2 separate regions of the Acanthopagrus latus genome follow, and region 2 is linked to region 1. A link is a contact called in public Hi-C data. All regions are on one chromosome and are shown on one strand. The core of a region is the stretch at or near the end of the contact, and the rest is flanking DNA. Distances in the headings are between cores, read along the strand shown. Region 1 holds the start of mki67 (proliferation marker protein Ki-67). Region 2 holds the start of LOC119009803 (gap junction delta-3 protein-like).

The links. A called contact is a pair of places that touch in the nucleus more often than the background predicts.
Region 2: a contact with region 1 is called in a Hi-C map of muscle, with 5 times the contacts expected there. The contact joins the promoter of LOC119009803 here to the promoter of mki67 in region 1. A contact is called at or near these places in 3 of 4 Hi-C or Micro-C datasets (all in muscle).

The regions. Positions count from the first base shown.
Region 1 is chr20:9,439,402-9,445,252 of fAcaLat1.1, forward strand. mki67 (proliferation marker protein Ki-67) reads right to left here and starts at 2,941. Exons shown (of 17, transcript XM_037080840.1): 1 at 2,761-2,941; 2 at 2,077-2,179; 3 at 1,588-1,669; 4 at 1,205-1,320; 5 at 599-668; 6 at 416-491; 7 at 1-43. The coding sequence starts at 2,165. It overlaps raraa (retinoic acid receptor alpha-A), which reads right to left. Exons shown (of 10, transcript XM_037081427.1): 10 at 4,721-5,851.
Region 2 is chr20:9,628,070-9,633,920 of fAcaLat1.1, forward strand. It overlaps LOC119009803 (gap junction delta-3 protein-like), which reads right to left and starts at 3,188. Exons shown (of 1, transcript XM_037081414.1): 1 at 418-3,188. The coding sequence starts at 3,169. The coding sequence ends at 2,435. top2a (DNA topoisomerase 2-alpha) reads right to left here. Exons shown (of 35, transcript XM_037081412.1): 34 at 5,733-5,851; 35 at 5,012-5,590. The coding sequence ends at 5,441.

The DNA.
Region 1 (5,851 bases), core at 1,691-4,190:
CGCTGGATGTTGTCATTGTTAGTACCATCTTTTAGATGAGGGCCTAACATAGAGCCAAAAAATGAAAAAAAAAAAAAAGGGTTTGTAAATTTCATAGTACAAGGGCTGCAAAAACATTTTCACTTATCTGTCAGATGTTTACCATACTGGGCTAATTGGACAAACAACAACAACCACAAAGACTTATATTTTGAGATGGATCTGTTGGGCCCTCAAATGCACTGTTCTGTATACATAGAAAATTCATAACAATGAGTTCCATCTCCATTTTCAAAACTACTTAGTAAAATATTTAATTCCATCACGTTTAACTACCTGCAAAGGACACACCATTTCTGCAATTTCACCAACTGTAATTGTGGTACATTATCTTCAACTACAGCTAATTCACAATAACATTATCACATAGTCTCACCTGTGGACACTTCAGAGATCTTCTTCCCTCCTGTTTCAGTGGTGACAGTGTCTCCCACCTGCTGATCTTTAAGAACCTAGCCATGAGACACTGTCGTTAAACACAAAGTAGCTGTGCAGGCAAAGTCAAGATGTTGGGGTGGCTGCAATGCCCTAGCGAGAACATAAATAATCAGTGAGTTACCTTGAGGGTTTCAGTTTTGCCTCCTGTGGAAGACCTCTTCTTTGGTGTGGGTGCTGGAGGGTACTCAAACCTGAAATGACAATCAGCAGAAAATATAACTAGAACTTCATCTACATACATCAATAAAATGCCAACTTTACCATTCCAATTGCATCTGGTATACATGCCATTTAAATACATATCATCTGTACTTAGATTAAATGTCCCGTCAGTGTGTTCTTGGAAGTACATGGAAAACTATTACTGAAAACCACACATGATGCATGTATGGGATACAAAGTGTAAACTCTTGATTTTTGAGACAGCATTTGCAGGTTGTGACAGATACTTTAATGAAACATTGTGTTAAAATTGGTGGTAAAGGATTATGCTCTAGTCTCTAGTAACTGAGTGCATAGTGAAATTCAGATGAAGTAATTACTGTTATTGTTCCATTTTGTCCATTGGTCATTCCTTCTAGCAAGCTTAAAACACACTGTACAGAGTCGAATTGTATGTTTTTGTTTTTTTTTTTTTTTAAATCAATGCACTTGATACTGAAAGTAATAGTAAAAAGTAAAGAGGTGGAGGCAGTAAAAACAGTAAACTGTTTCTCTTCACACCCACCTGAAAGAACGGTCAATAATAGTTATCACATCTCCATGCTTCAGACGCTCAGATTGTTGCAAAGCCTCTCCATTGACACAAGTTGGATTCACTGAGCTCAAATTTGTCAAAACGACCTAAAAAAGACAAAGATTAAAATTGCATCAAACGCATGCCCTCAAAGTGAAGAATACTGTGTCAGCCAGGCTTTTACTGCTATCTAGGTCAAAATTTCCCATAGCAAACCCACAAGTGATTTGAGGAATGAGACTTTTTTGTTGACACTGGAATGATGAACATATGAAGACATAAACACGATTATAACACAATTCCTCATTATCCCAGAAATTATTTAGAGTTGAAACACTGAAGTTAGCATAGTCATGTATCGTATGTGTCATTACCTCTTTATTTTCATTCAAATCAATCCTGCAATGCTCCTTAGAGACTTGAGGAAGCTGAATGCGAATATCACAGTCTGGCTTCCTGCAAAGATCAGAGAAAACACGTGTCAACAAAACACCGGCATTATGTGAACCGCCACAAGGTTTTCAGTGGTGCTTGTTAATAATAAAATATTCCAAGGTCCAAAATTAAAGTGAACCCGTGAACTGGAGGTACTTCATGTATGAACAAGGGAAAGACATGCGTGTACATTTCTGACGTCAGCAGCAGAGGGCCCGCCTCCAAACTAAAAGGTTTTTATAGCACCTCTGTCAACCCCAACACGAGGCTGCTTATAGTAAATGCTGGCTTCAACATAACGTCTGTGCATGTGCTCAAGAAATATCTGTTAAAAACAATAGTGCAGTTGAACTATAACAAAGGGTGGTGATTTAATCTGAAAACATGCCCTCCCATTACACCCACAAAATGCGTTTTACTGCTCTTACCTTCCAAATAAGCATGTTGCAGTCAGAGGAAACTCAGTCCCATCTCCTCCACTCCTCTTAATCACCACTATCTTTCCGTGCAATGGCATTTTCGTAACGTTACCTGGAAAAGTAAGCAAAACAAGTGTCAAACCGTAGAGCTAGCTAAACAACAAGAACAACGTCAAGCGATACATGGGAAACCAAATGTGACTTTTTAAAGAGTCAAGTTAAAAACGGCGTTTTAAGACAGGAAACAAACAAAATGGGGAGATTTTCGGGAAAATACAACATTTCAATGCTTGATGACGTTTCATCAATATCAAATGTACGGCACGTTAACGTTGACATTTGTTGACGAAAGGTATAATTTTTGTAATCAAAACTGTGTTTTATCGCTGACATTTTTCGACGTTAGCGTTACAATTCAACTCAGAAGATCACTGTTCGGAAACACTGACCTTAAAACACCCAGCTGAAAACTCTGCGTCACCCCACGTGTAATGTCGCTTCGATAGTGCCGATATATTTTTGTCAGCAATTGTATATGGTTGCAGAAATGTCTCAAGAAAAGCGACTACTCAACAATACAAGACGCATTGTCCGTTGAAACATGTCACTGAACGTTAACGTTAGCTAGCTAAAACTTATTATGTGCCCATGGTTGGACCGACTGAAAAATATGTCCATGCGTTGTAGCCTTACCTGGAAGTCTTTTCAAAGACGCGTCAACTGCTGGCAATCCATAAACCGGGATGTGACGAAGATGAATTTTACTATAATGTCATATCAGACTAAAATTTACCCACCGTACACTACAATGTACATCGACGAGTGGCTAACGGCAGCTAACGTGAGCAGCCGTCATTTGTCGCCTCTCGAGTCTTACACGGAGGTGCCGTAGTATCACTCCGCCACACTATACACTCTATAATTGAAAGGGACACACGGTTAAACACACGTCTTGGAGTACAATCGATGTATTTTTGTGTAACTGTGTTTTTAAAGTTCTATCTTGTTGTCACTTTCAAATGTAACTGCCATTAACGTAAAGGGGACTATTTTGTTTACAATTCTGGCGGAACGATTTCACCTCGGCAAAGGGACACTGATTTGAAAATGTTTGAAATTCCGCGCGAAGGACTGTGATTGGTTAATACGTCACTGTATCAAGGAGAGGGCGGGGCATATGACTTAAAAATTATTGCAGAGCCGAGACTACACAGTGTTTATGACCGAGATTCTTTATAGAAACCAGTTATGGCATTTACAATTTTATCAAGATATTACAAAAATGTATAATAATAATTTAAAGAACAACTCTCATTTTGTTTCATACTTTTGTAAGATTTAATATCATTTAAATGTAGTTAATTTAAATGTAGTTGTTAACTAACCTCAGCAAGCTTCACTTGAATGGATCTTCAGAGACAGCCACTCAAATCCAGATTAACTGTCAGATGGTTTATAGCTCAGTATTGGGTAGCCGTTATTTATAATCATGTCATGATACCATAAATGAGACATTTCGTCAATATATTGCAGGACAAGCTTGGCTTACTGGGACACCTCTGTGAGCAGAGCCATCAGTGTTACTAGTTAGATCTGTACTGTTTCTGCTAGAAATGTTTGTGATACAGTTTTTATATACATGCACTTAGAATTAGTCTGATGATATATGGCTGTTAGGAAAAAGTCAATTTTGTCCCTATTGATTTTTAACAACGTCATTTTGGCAAAATAGCTTCCACCAGGAAATATGAAATAACAAATGAGAACAAATGCTTTACTCTCCATCAACAGCTTGCACTTGAAGCTAGCTGCTGTTGACTCTGGTGCAAAATAAAACAAAAATGGAAATTCCCATATACGTAATAAAACATATTCATATGTTTATGCTCTACTCAGACTGCATACATTACATTGCCTAAAACTGCATGTGCTGAAGACTGTTTAAAAACTTTTTTTTTTCATCCAAGCCTTTCTGCCCCAAGCACCTTCCAACAAAAGTAATGTCCTGTAAGTTACTACGCTATGCTTGTGACTGCTTAACAGCGGCCACTGTGGCCACAAGTAATGATTACAGGATAATGGCAATTGCTAGATAACCATTAAGTCAGTAGACTCACACTATAATGCCATTTATACAGCAAACTATCAAATGTTTGTTAAGATTGGCCACTATCAACTACTGCTCACACCAGATCAACTAATGTTGTTGGTGCAAAACGGTGATTTGAGCACAGGTGTAATCAACTGCCTATGAATTCCACTTTTACAAGGAAGAATGTGCTGAACTGAAAAAAGAGAATTGTTCGATTTCTTAAAAAATTACCTCAATTGGTGACATCCAAATTAATTGATTTCTGTTTTACTTTAACCTAAACTCAATGCTGATTTCGATTAAGGTCACTGTCATGAAGACTCCTGGTACCGACTTAAATATCAAGAGTAAACTGTGAATCCTTGTTATCAGTCTCTGCAATGCTCTGCTATAGCTGCACACACAAAAAGGCAGTTCTCAGGCTTCTAGAAAGTGTGTCTGCCTTCTGTTTCTCCCCAAACTTCTTCTTCCTGTGGATATGATGTATAAAGACCTACTGAGAACCATCCTGTGGCGAGGCATGATAAGAACGACACAAGCGAATAACACAAACACATTCGATAATTATTAAATGTTGGTTTTATTTTTGATCTTTTTTTGTTGTTTTGTCTTTTTTTTTTCCAAAGTCGCTTGATAATCTTGACAAAATTGCAACATATTCCATACTTCTCAAACTGACGCTGTGTCTGTTGCTATTCCAGATTAGCTGTGGAGGGAAAAGTTGTGCGCTGTTCTGGACAGGTGAAGTCCTAAATGATGAAAGCAGCTTTGACCGTACAAATAAAAAAAAAAGAAAAAGAAAAAAAAAAGAAGAAAAGAAAACATGAACGACTCAGAGAGACTCCACACTGGCATCCTATGTCGTAACGTGGTGGGGGTCAGGCCTAACGAAACATGAGTGACTGAAGAAAAAAACTCAGGGGCTCAGTAGCAGAAGTGTGTGTATGTGTGCATCTGTGACAGGAGGGTTAGGATGTGCAGCACAGAACATATACAAAGAACAGGCCAAGCACACAAAATGATTCCTTCCTGAGACATTGGCGTGTGTACAGTAACGATGGTCTAGATGACGTGTGTGTTGTAGCGGTGAAGGCGTTTTGGCGTAAAGTGAGTTGCAGGGTGCAAGGTTTGCTCTGGATCCGGCAAAAAAGTCTCATGTCTTTGTTTTTTTTTCTACCACAGGTTGCCGGTGCGGGGGGAGGGGGGAAATTTGTGAGGACTTAAGTTGACAAACATCACATTTGGGACCTTCACTTGCTTGACCAATGACAGAGCAGAGATAGACTACAATCTAGTCTTTTCCCATCCACTACAGATTATTGATCCATTCAGAGACTACTGAGAATCACGTGTGTTTAATACAGTGTGTATGTACACCATTCTTCACATTTTTTAACTCTCTTTGAAGCTGAGCTGCCGGGCGGCGCCCAGCTCACCATTTTTCAGAAGAAAACACCATCTCTCTTTCTGCTACATGGCCGAAAAAAGCTATGCCCCGACTGGAGTGCTACTTTGTTATCTACTGTATGTAAAAAACATGTTTTTTTGTTTTTTTTTTAAAGTGTAGAGCTGGGAGGGAGGGGGAGGGGGTTTGAGAGGTTGAAATCTTTTGTGACAGCCACATTCTGAACAGCCAGTGATTGGTTAAGGGGCCTGTCCAGTATTTAGTAGGACACAAAACATGAAAGAACT
Region 2 (5,851 bases), core at 1,938-4,437, 190 kb after region 1:
CCTACATTTACTTTGAGAAAAAAAAGATTCCAGCAGCGAGGCCTCCCAGGATTCAGACGAGAGTGAAGTATGGAAAGGCACGGAAAGGGGGGGGAAGGTATAGAAAGACAGGAAGAGGTACACCTCCAGTTTGACGAGGCAGACAAGAGAAGAAACGGGGGGGGGGGGGAGTTTTGATGGTAATCCTTTTCGACTCTTCCTTCCTTCCCTCTCGAGCGGTTATATAAAACACATCTAGAATTCTGTTCTATGCACATCAAAGGGCCCGCGCCGCTTTGCAATCTGCATATATGATGCGTCCAGGGAACAGCAGGAGGGGTGTGTGTGTGTGTGTGTGTGTGTGTGTGTGGAATGTTTCAGTCTAAAATAAGCTTCTTTGCAGAGTATTTAGATGACATTGTGTTCAGAGGGGCCTCTGTGAATCTGTGCATGCTCGAGTCTTCGAATGATAATCACATCTCGGTGCAGACACAGCAAGGAGGCGTTCACGACAACCGACGAGAGTATTCGGTTCACACTGAGCTTTAAGATGTTTTCCACTGCAGGACGGCTGAGAGGGACGTTACAGTGTTTCAGTCTGAACTGGAGAATTAATTGATAAATAACACAGTGTCGTGCAGCGTGTGGATGCTGTCATTGAATTAATGTGGCTGCAAATGAAGTCATCTCACTGAAGATGAGAGCTCCATGTTTCACAGTTTACCGCTCCAATGCTGCCACCTGCTGTTGGAACAACTGCACTCTTTGCCAGATATTCTTAGAGGACATATTCAGTCACCAGTGAATACATTTGTAACATTTTATTTGGATTTCACATGATTTTTTTTTTTTTTTTCATGTACTTTTGTATTTTGATGCAGGCATTACGTTGGTCTCCTCAGCAGCTGGGAGACTAAATATTGAGAACGACATGCATTAAAACAATCTAGCTGCATAAAGTTGTTATGTCAGTTTTTAAAAAGTCAATATATTTTTTTGGATGAACTGTTCCTTTAAAACATAGAGGAATGCTCTGCCTTAGATAATAATTTAAGTTCAATCAAGCAACTTCTTAAAGGCACAGTGACCCATCGCCCCTCTTTAAACTAAGATTCCAGACGACCACAGAGATTGTTGTTGCTTCAGCAGATGAATGTGAAAACACACTGCACATATATCCAAGTAACAATACGCACAAACACATAATGGAGTGATGAGGAACTTTGATATTCATGTTCTGCAGTGATTTAGATCAGAGTGGCACCGCAGTGCAATACCACAATGAAACCAGAAAAATAAAACTGAATTTTCTATGTGCAGGAAGAAGAAGAATAAAGGAACAGTCACACTGGGTGAAACCAAAATCATGTTATGCAGTGCGCTACTGGCCTGTTTACCATCAAGAAATACACAAAGGAAAAATATTCACCACAAAAGAGTCAGTAAAAGAAAAAAACGCAGCCATGTGAAACTTAAAAGTTCATAAAGTGACATTTATATTGTTGAATAGAACAAATGAAACATGGTTGATCTCACAAAAGGTTCAGGAGCAGTTGTTCATTCATTAATTGTGCACCTGTGAAATAAATACAGTCTGTGTTCACGCAGTTGCATTCAAGCTAATAATCATAACTTACAAAATCCAAAAAATCATTCAGAATCAGAATCAGCCCTGGTCGAGTTATAATAACTCACAATTTCTTTTTATTGGTTAAGAATTAATGTATTAATGTCATTGATAAGAACAATTTTGGGGCTGTTGTGTCAGTGTTTCTACTTGGTGATGATGCAGTTATAAAAACATTTAATAAATGCTTAATCAGTTGTTAATAGACGGAATGTGGCACAGTCCTTCAGTTCAATCAGCCAAAGGGATTTTTTATTTGTTTAACACAACCTGGCAACCAAAAAGTTGTTCTCAACAAGACCTCATATAACCGCTCTATCAAGATTAGCAGATTATTCACCAGTCATGACGCTAGCCTTACTAACCTTTCTTTATAAACTAGATAGATAGATAGATAGATACACTTTATCAATCCCAAGCTGGGAAATTTTGGCGTAGCAGCAGCATTTACATACATAAAAGATATAAGCAACACACTGAAATAAAAAGAAGAAATAACATTAATTAGAGTATAAAAAGCAATGTACAAATATACACAGTATAGATAATGTATCAAAAGAGGTAGTTATTATAGTGCAAAAAATAAAATATAAGGTGCAGTGAAACAGATAAATAATCAGCAGTGGACCAGTGGACATAAGAAAACCAGATAAAGTGTGCATGTACTGTATTAGATGACCAGATTATATAACTATTATTGTACAGTTTGATGGCATGTAGCAGGAGAGAAAAACCGAAAAAACAGATAAAGTGCGTATGGACTGTATGGAAAGACCAGATTATTTAACTATAAACAAGGCACAGATCTGCCGGCCCTGTACTTGTGGCTCAAGCTGGAGACCTTCCTGCTCGCGCTGCTCTTCGTCGATCATCCTCACGCTGCCGGACACGCTTTCTGGTTCCTCGGTGCTCGGTGGTGACGGACTGCCGGCTTGAGCAGAACCACTTCGTGGAGCCGTAGAGAACCTCCACGCAGCTGGAGATGGCTGCTATCAGCCCCACAGCGAAGTAGAAGCAGAGGAAGATTGTTTTCTCTGCGGGGCGTGAGGTGAAGCAGTCCACCGTGTAGGGGCAAGGGAAGCGGCTGCAGGGGAACTGGGCCTCCACCTTGAAGCCGTACAGCCACCACTGTCCCACGAGAAAGCCAACCTCTGCGAATATGCGAAAGACCACGTTGACGAAGTAAAGCCTCATCAAACGGTGGTCTTCTCTCTGGTCCTGGCCGCCAGTCTGGTTGAGCTTGGACCGGGCGATCCTCTTGTTGTGGTGATGCATGGCGTACATGAGGAAAACCAAGGAGGGCGTGGCGATGAGGACGATGTGGAACACCCAGAACCTGTACTGGGAGATGGGGAAGGCCATGTCGTAGCACACCTGTTTGCAGCCCGGCTGGAGGGTGTTGCAGGCAAACTCCTCCTGCTCGTCCTCAAACAGGTCGCTGGCTACAGTTCCCAGGATCAGGATCCTGAAGACAAGCATGATCAGGAGCCAGAAACGACCGAGCATCGGCGAGTGGGCCTGCAGGTTGTCGAGGAACCCGCCGAGGAAGCTCCATTCCCCCATGATCACAGCACCGTCTCGGGTATGGCTTCTTGAGAACACAGGGATCTATCTGCCTCTGAGCTGCCTTTGATTAAAAAGAGAAACCAAAGCGCGTCTTATTATACAACTCATGATTCAAATGGGGGCGGGGGGTCAAAGGTCAGTCAGCTTATCTAGGTTGTTTTTTTGTACGTGCTCAATGTGGTGATAAAACTCACCTTCCAATTACCTGAAACCAAAAATGAAAGACAGTGACCTGCAATAACAGCAATTGAACAATATCAGGAAAGGAATAAAACAATCACAGCAGCCTGATTTAACTGCTTGGTACTCCCCTCATCTTTAGGTTTTGTTTTGACAGATGTGTATAAAGATATTTTATAATTATTAGATTTTTTTTTCTAGCAATCTTTTTTATATATATAGATATCACATCTATATATATATATCTATATATATCTATATCTATATCTATCTATCTATATCTATATCTCTATCTATCTATCTATCTCTCTATCTATCTATCTATCTATATATATATATATATATATATATATATATATATATATATATATATATTAAAAAAGAGGATTGCTATAAAGTACATTCATTCCTCGAAACACAAAAAAACACTGGGCACGTACCCTCTTGGACTCCCCTGTGGTAGACAAAACATGACAAAGTGCCCTCTCCTTACCCCACTGGTGCCCCTCTGCACACATGCGGTGCCCTTTTTGTTATCGATTTCACCCCCCGGCCCTCACACATCCTGAATCCGCCACTGAAATGATGAACCAGTCACCAGGAATTTTGGTCGACTGGTTGCCGTTTATTCTGCACATATTTGAACTTCATTTTTTACGGCACGGCAGTTACGAGTACAGCATCGTTCCATCTACAGGCTGCTGCTTGTGCAAGTAACCTGACTGGTTGAGCTACTTGCTGGTCTGTACTCGGATTTCTGACAAGTCAGCGGCAGTAAGACGACAAAACAAGCTGAGGATTTAGGGCGTTAGGGATTTGATTTACCTGATGAAGAGACACGAGAAAACCAAACCATAAAAAGAAAAGAAAATCCTGTTTTCTGGTTCCTCGTCCTCTCTAGCTCAGATATATCCTTGGAGGATATATAAAAATTGTGTCAAATCAAGCGTTACACCTTGGTCCACGCCAGTTCTCACTCCAAATGGCATGTGATGGAGGCTTGCAGGGGCTTCTAATTGAGAGGGCGGCAACAGTTCAGGAAATTCCTGCAACGTCCTAATCTGGACCCATCAAGAGTCCCAGACAGGAGTGATGTTTACCCAAGAAAGGCAAACTCTTGATGAGCATTTCAAAGAGCTTCCTAAATGGCAGGAAGGGTCAGCCTTAAGCTGCACCAACAGTTTTCTCTGATCACAATGGGCAACACGCGAACACTTGCGTAATGCTACCCTGTGATGAATGGTTTCATTCAGAAAGCAGTCAGGGCAATTTTTAATGAGCTGTTATAACTGTATCTCAATTTTATGACTTGGAACAAGTTTATCAGTTGTACTAGATAAGGAGAATTCTTTCGCTTTCTACTCTCAACATTCACAATCTCAATTTGTGCTTAAAAGCCGAGCCTGAAAGATCATTTTAGCCTCTGACATGAAATCATGATTATTAATTTAAAGTGTTACTTACCCATCCAACTTCCCCAAAGACTTCTTCCCCATTACACCGGTCCTATCGACCACATGTGCTGCTGTTCACTCTCCCTCCCCGAAAACACTACAGAGAAACCTGACTTGCACAGACACAAATTCAACAGCACATTTCACTCAACGTTAGCCCTAAAGCAATCCCACCACGTGACTCTCTTTTCCAAAACACGCTGCAATCGGTACAAACAGGTTAACTTTATTTTTTTGTGATATACACTGAACAGCCATTGAAATATTTACAAGACAGGACATAAACAAACATGCATACAAAAGTGGATTACAAAGAAATGTCAAGTAGCCATTAGTTTTAGTATTTCAGACACTAAAAGCAGAGATACTCAAGTCTAACAGGGTTCAAGCACCTGACACATAGAAACACATTCTTTTTTTACTTCTATTTTTTCTACAATCAATCAATCAGCTTTGTAAAAACTGCAGGTCCATTCAAGCAACAAGTATAAATGCAACAGTACTTCAAGTGATAAAAGCAAAGCCATATGTCAGCACATGGCAGAAACTTTACGTATAACTTACTAAAGAATCAATCTTTAATACAAAATCTATAAAAACTCGACCATGTAGACACTGGTTTAGGGACTAATATTTAAAAGTCTTCATCCGAGTCTGAGTCCAAGTTGTAGGTTACAGGTTTCCGGGCACGTGAGGGCTTGTCCCGTGGCGCCACCGCCACAGAAGATGCTTCCTCCTGATCTGAGACCTGGAAGCTGTCGTCATCGAGCCACTTCTTGGTTTTCTACAAGAGCAGAGAAAATATTCAACTGTATATAACAAGGTGTTGATAATGACTTGAACTAAACAGAATTATAAAATGATGTCTGCTGGTCCATTAACATGGAACAACCCGTTCTCAAATTAGAGTTCAGTGTAAAACTGACCTTGCTGCCGGCAGTTGTCTTGGCCTTCAGACGTGACATGAGGTTGTCTGAGTCGCTGTCAGAGTTGTCGCTGTCAGCCTGTTTCCGTTTTAGAACGGGCTTCGCCTTTGTGACCGGAG